Linked DNA regions of Mus musculus: region 2 is linked to region 1. The links are chromatin contacts, called in public HiChIP or PLAC-seq maps. All regions are on one chromosome and are shown on one strand. The core of a region is the stretch at or near the end of the contact, and the rest is flanking DNA. Distances in the headings are between cores, read along the strand shown. Region 1 holds the start of Polr2m (polymerase (RNA) II (DNA directed) polypeptide M). Region 2 has its middle 34 kb from the start of Cgnl1.

Evidence for each region. HiChIP or PLAC-seq counts read pairs in DNA pulled down with a chosen protein or histone mark.
Region 2: an H3K4me3 HiChIP or PLAC-seq map of bone marrow-derived macrophages shows a contact between it and region 1, with 4 times the contacts expected there. The contact joins the enhancer-like site here to the promoter of Polr2m in region 1. A contact is called at or near these places in 2 of 39 promoter capture datasets (hippocampal neurons and liver) and 2 of 115 datasets of contacts at active chromatin or transcription factors (bone marrow-derived macrophages and trophoblast stem cells).

What each region holds. Positions count from the first base shown.
Region 1 is chr9:71,484,390-71,487,614 of GRCm38.p6, reverse strand. Polr2m (polymerase (RNA) II (DNA directed) polypeptide M) reads left to right here and starts at 1,632. Exons shown (of 4, transcript NM_178602.3): 1 at 1,632-1,931. The coding sequence starts at 1,819.
Region 2 is chr9:71,804,376-71,807,600 of GRCm38.p6, reverse strand. It overlaps a transcript of Cgnl1 not described here. Among named protein-coding and RNA genes, the nearest start is that of Cgnl1, 34 kb to the right of the region's middle. Within about 2 kb of position 1,755, at least 55 of the 459 cell types and tissues checked have an H3K27ac peak or open chromatin away from gene starts, as enhancers often do. A contact at or near this core is called in bone marrow-derived macrophages and trophoblast stem cells, where this site is marked.

The DNA.
Region 1 (3,225 bases), core at 383-2,882:
AAAAAGCAGATTGGACATGATTGGGGTAGGGATACAGCAGAGGGGAAGAGAATAATGGAAATAGCAAGAGATAAGTTATAGTGAGAGAGCACAAGAGAAGTGTGGAGTGAAGAAACCACATGGATTAGAAGTAGGAAGATCAGCTGTAGGGAGGACTCCTTCTGGGGATGGTAAAAACACCTCACAAGTTCTTGAAGAATATTGGCTTTTATCTAATCACCAAAAATTCTTCTATCTTCCAAAATGAGTTCATATCTGATATATGGGCTTCCTGAAACCTAACTGTCCAGAACTAACTACATGCTGTGGTCTCTTAGATCTCTTAGCAATGCTTCAAAGATAATTGTTTCGAAGTCCATCAGGTATAAGTGTTATAAAAACAATGAAATGTGACTCTCCCTGAGAAGCCCATGCCCATCTCTGGGTATATGTTCCATTTGAGCACTTTTATATCTCTGAACACTCATACTTAGGCCTGTATGAAAATATTTTTTATTAGACTCCTATTCTCCTAGTCCTGAATATTTTCAGCATCAAAGTTACAAACCCTGGTTTGAAATCCCTAAAAGATTAGAGGAATTTCTCAGGCCGTGGAAGTCAAGAGTGGAGCCGTTCTTCCTTTCTATTCCCTTTGTTAATATGGCTTAATAAGCCCACTCTTAAGAGAAATGAGAGTTTATGTTGACATGAACATCTATTAAAAATGTTGACAGTGACTTGATCTGTGATCATTAAGAACTGAAAACAACTCAAATATCCTTCAGCATAAACACACAACTCACAATGCAATACTGCCTAGCAATAAAAAAGGGGCAGGGCAGCAAAGCCCGAATCAGAAACTGTCCAACTACTTGCCAAAGACGCTGTACTATTTTGCATCCTCTGCTCCCCCATTAGCAGTCTGTAGGAATCTCAGTCGCTCTTCATTATTTCCAACAGTTGACATGGTCGACCTTTCTAATTCCTGATATTCTGACTTGCTCAAATATTCAAATCTTGTTTTGTTTGAGACAGAGTCACTTTGCAACCTCGAATTCACTATGTAGATCAGGCTGGCCTTGAACTCAGTCAGCCAGACTTAAAGGCATGCACGACCATACCTGACTATATTGTTTCTAATATGCATTTTATTATAGCTAGCTATATTGGTCACTTGTTATTTTTTGAAGACTAAATTATGTTAATGTGTGTGTGTTTGTGCGCAGGTGTCTGGAGAAGCCAGAGTTTGTGAAGTGCCCTGGAGCTGCAGTCTAAAGGCATTTGTAAGCTACCCAACAGGGGCACTGGTACCCAAACTCTGGCATACTGCAAAAGCAGTATGCCCTCTTAGCCACTGAGCCATCATTATAACCCCGTTATTTATTTTAACTGTGATTAATGTCCATTCAGGAATCCCTGTAAATTTTTTGTCCAAAACTTTGATTGCTTAATCGTAGATGCGACGCTCTATTACTTTCGTCATATTTTACTTATTAGAAGTGAGTTTGTAAGTCTTTGACTTGAGTGTCCTATATTTCCCAGTGCACAGGCGAAAAGCCGGGAAAGCAAAAGGCCCATCCAGAGAAAGCCCGCCAAACCCAGACGCCTTGGCGGTGATGTAACTTCCGCCCCTGCACGCTTCCTCGGGCGTCCCCTCGTCCTGGCCTGTCCGTTTCCGGCATTTCAATAAAGCTCCCTTCGGCTCGGAGAAGCCGTGCTCTTCCGGGAAAATGGCGACTCCCGCTCGCGCTCCAGAGTCGCCGCCGGCCGCGGAGCCAGCGCCCGCCGTGGGCCCCGCCGGGGATCCCTGCCCGCCGCGCCAGCCGCAGCCCGTGCGCAATGTTCTCGCTGCCCCGCGGCTTCGAGCCCCCAGCTCCCGAGGACTTGGGGCGGCAGAGTTCGGCGGAGCTGCGGGAGAGGTTGAGGCGCCAGGAGAGACTTTTGCGCAACGAGTAAGCGGTGGCCCTGGGGTCGCGGTTGCGGGGGATCGGGATCAGGGAACAGGCTCTCAGGGATCGGGATCCGGGGACTTGGTCTCCCGCCCCGCCCCGCGGCCTGGCGCGCGAAGGTGACCTTGCGTGGCCAGGCCTCCCGAGCCAGGCCTGTCCTGTGCGCGGGCATGGCTCCATGCTGCCCGGCCCTCACTCGGCAGCCGCGCCTGCTCGATTTCATGTTCGCACTACAGCTTTGAACGAGCTCCGGTACCAAAGCCTCTTGATCGGAACGTGTGGGATTTCCTTCTCTCTATCTGAAGCCCCACTCTTTCCCCAACCATAGATTTGGAGAGCGGGCTGGAAAGTTTGGTTCATGCGTAGTGGGGAGAAGATGATAGCTGATTGCCTAAAGGCAGCTTTGTTTAGGAACAGGATTGAAGGAAGACGCCAAAAGGATATTTTCTGAGAGGTTTTTTTTTCAGCAAGGAGGGAAAAATGGACCATGAAGGCAATCGAGGGATTGGGGGAACTGGTGTAATAATTTGGAGACAAATATATATTAATAGTTAACAGGTGGTTGAAGTTTCTGGGGAGCAACAAAGAATAATGGGAAAATTGGGAGAGAGGGATGGATTTTAGGTTAATTTTTTATTTTGGGCGTATTCAGTTGAGGGAGTAATTGCAGGCATTTAGTTAATTAAAAGCCAACCGATTAAAACCCAGAGGAATGAGTATTAGGCACAAGAGAGAGAAGGCTGAAAAAAACCGAGAGGAACTCAGTTGCAGAGAGGCATTAATACTGTTGAAAACGTGGGAATAAATGTATCAGGAAAAATAGAGGACCCAAGGTTTAGCCCCCTTCTCCTGTTTGTTATATAACCAAGGAAAAGAACCAGAAAGGGAATTTTTGTCACTGAGGGAAAGGAGCCAATGACCATTTGGCAGGAGGGGTTCCTACTAGAAACAGGTAGGTATTTTGACTTTTCAAGATTGGGTTGTTAATTTTAGCAGTGAATTAACCTTCTGGTCTTGGAACATTTTTATACTCTTTAAGAGTTATTTGGCATCTCAAAGAACTCCTGTTTATATATGCTGAGTCTAGAAATATTAGCAGTTTGCCAGAAGCAACTGAGAATTCTTTCAAACACAGAACCACATAAGCAAGTCCATCTTCCTTTGTAAGATAGTGATGTTATCCCATTATGTAACCTCTGGCATTCCTCAGTTCATCGGGGTTCAGAGACCATGGCTTAAAACCCACTGGTCCTTATCATATATTTATTGTACAGGCTAACCATGTTTTCCTAAGTGC
Region 2 (3,225 bases), core at 506-3,005, 320 kb before region 1:
GTACCAAGGCGCTTCAGTGTTTACGGAGATGAAAGCCTTTCATTTGAAATTTCTTTTCTTTTAAAGTTGTATTTGTTCATTGAAAACTCACAATTTGTTCTGCTCATGGTTTCCCCTCCAGCATCTCCCCCTCCCCCAGCATCTCCCCCTCCCCCAGCACCTCCCCCCCCCCCCGCATCCTCCTTCACTCCCCACTCCTCCATCTCCGAGCCTTCATTATCTTTGTTTTTATAAAACAAATACACATAAAAAGAAAAAAGAACAAATAAGCTGAGCAGTGGTGGCACATGCCTTTAATCCCAGCACTTGGGAGGCAGAGGTAGGCGGATTTCTGAGTTAGAGGTCAGCCTGGTCTACAGAGTGAGTTCCAGGACAGCCAGGGCTATACAGAGAAACCCTGTCTTGAAAAAACTAAAATACACACACACACACACACACACACACACACAAATATATATATATATATATATATATATATATATACACATATGTATGCATATATATATGCACAGAAACAGAATCATACACAATAAAAAGACAAAACTGAAAAAAATGTAGTATGCAAGCAGTAACACGTACACATAAACATGTGCACACACGTGTGCACACACAAACAGGCCCAAATTAAGAAATATGAACCAAAAAAGCCTATAATAATGCTGTTGAGTTCATTTCCTGTTGGTCATCACTGCTGGACACTAACAGAGTCTGTTATTAGCTGTAGTTAATATACTCAGTGAGACTAAATTGGAGAAATTCATTTTTTCCTGTTGTTCATTGGAAATAACCTCTTTGTTAGGAAGGGAAGCTCATGTCCACTTCCCCATTTCAGTGCTATGAACCTGTCTGCTGAAACACATATGAACTCACAGAAACTATGGCAGTACATACAGGGCCTGCACAGGTTTAAAGCAGTTTAACAGTGTCTTCAGAAACTCAAGTCCCTGGAGGAGTTACTCCATACATTACCACCAGGTGGTGCCACCACACAACGGCTGACTCTCCCAAGGGGTCAAGGCTGTATAGAATGGTCAGAAGAGTTAACTGAGCCTGCCTGGATCCACACTGGCTTGACCATGAAGTGCTGACCCGATTTGATAATAAGGGACAAGAGCCAGTCCACTTACTAACCCATCTAGTTGACAAAGATTTCTTTATGTCTAGTAACTATTTTCCTTGTTAGAGACCTGAATCTGTCTCTGAATGTATTATCTTTGTCCGGAGGCACAGGTACAGAACAGGGGTCTTTCACAAAGCCCACCTCCACTCCCCATCATATCCTGAGATGGCTGTCAATCAGGGCTGGAGATGGAAGATCAGAGGTCATATCTAGGCCAGCCAGGCAGCTTTAAACAGTGCAGCACCCTTTGCCTGTATTTATGTCATCTGTGTCAAGGGCTTGGAGAGCTGTGGAGTTGGAGAACTGGAAGGGAAAAGAGACTGGCTGGCTGTCTCACACAGGTGGGACAGGAAGCCTTCTTCACTGGCCACATGGTTCTAGGATTCTGGAAGCTCCTAGGGTGACATGCAAGGACAGGAGCCTGAGACCCAGGCAAGTCACCAGGCTGGCTCTGGCCTAGCCTTAGATGTGCCCATTATTCAGGAGGCCTGCTATGGAAAAGAAGCAGGAAGTCAAAACAGCAAGGAGTAGCTGTCCTGCTTGTCCCAGCACCGTGGGACTATCTACCTCTAGTGTGAGCTGCCCGGAACTTCTTTAGGGAGCAGGCCATGAGTCACTGAGGCGTCACTGGTCTCAGACTCCTGGTTCCTGTTACATGAGGAGGAAGTCTGACTGATGTCAAAGGGTCAGGAGAGGGGTCAGGGACTCTCAGGGTCCAGGTGACGAAGCAGTGTAGTGTTGCAGGCAGTTCACCCTGAGGGGGGACTTCCAGGGACACCAAGGGGCATGGCTTCCTACCCAGGCCAGGCAGCCGCACCCTGGCATGACTGAGGGTGGAGAGGGCACACAGTGAGAGAAGCAGTCTGTCCTCTTTCCCCTTGTCCAGTCCCCCCTCCTCACTCTGCTCTCTCCATCCCTGCTTTCAGCTCTGTGAGGGAGGACCCAGCTCTCCACCAGCACTTGGTCGCTTTCCTTTGCTCCAAAGTTTCAACCAGCCTTAGCATAACAGAAGCTGTTAATAGCAGGGAAAATGAGACGCTTGGAAAGGCTCTGGGCTGTGTGAAAACAATACAAAGTGCCACCCTGAGCTTTGTGGATTATAGTTTAAGAGATGCTTCCAAGAGCATACACCTGTCATCCCAGTGTCTGGGAGGCAGAGTCAGGAGGACCCATAGTGGACTGGAGAGCAAAGCTGTCTCAAAACAAGCAGCCACAGAACCAAAGAGATACCTTTAAAAAAGAACTATCTTATGATAGTAAGTAGCCATCTGTGAAGTACCATTTCATTTCTTAAAATCAGTGTATTGTGTGTGTGAGTCTCTCTCTCTCTGTGTGTGTGTGTGTGTGAGTGTGTGTGAGTCTCTCTCTTTCTGTATGTGTGTGTGTGTGTGTGTGTGTGTGTGAGTCTCTCTCTCTCTGTGTATGTGTGTGTGTGTGAGTGTTTCTCTGTGTATGTGTGTGAGAGTGTGTGTGTAGGGGGGAGGTCTGGCCTGGAGGAGCTGAAGTTACACTCGGTATGGGTTCTGAACGACCAAACTCAAGTCCTCTGCAAGAGCAGTATGTTCTCCTAACAGCTGAACCATCTCTATAATCCAAGAACTTAATAAAATGCTGCTTTTTTTAAAAATGCCATGGGGCTGGAGAGATGGCTCAGAGAGCACTGGCTGCTCTTCCAGCGGACCGAAGTTTAATTCCTAGCACCCACATGGCAGCTCTCAGCTGTCTAAAACTCTAGTTCTAGGTGGAATCTGATGTTCTCACACAGACATATGTGCAGGCAAAACATCGATGCAGAGCAAAACAGAATTGCATTAAAGAACTATTGCTGTGTTCAGGAAAAAAAATCCCCTTCTATGCAACACCTTATGCAGATGCCTAGAGCATCATGGACACAGATATTACAGTAAACCCCACAGGCAGACCTCTGTGCATACAGAAATGCTGTTGTTGTTGTTGTTGTTATTGTTGCTGCTGCTGCTGCTGTTAAAACTTAGCTGGGATTTAAAGGGATTTGAGTGTTTGTAACTCTTTGGTACAGTGGTAACAACCCGAAGCCCCTTCATATTTCATTTCTAAATTCCAGTCTGTAGAAATGATGTCAGTCC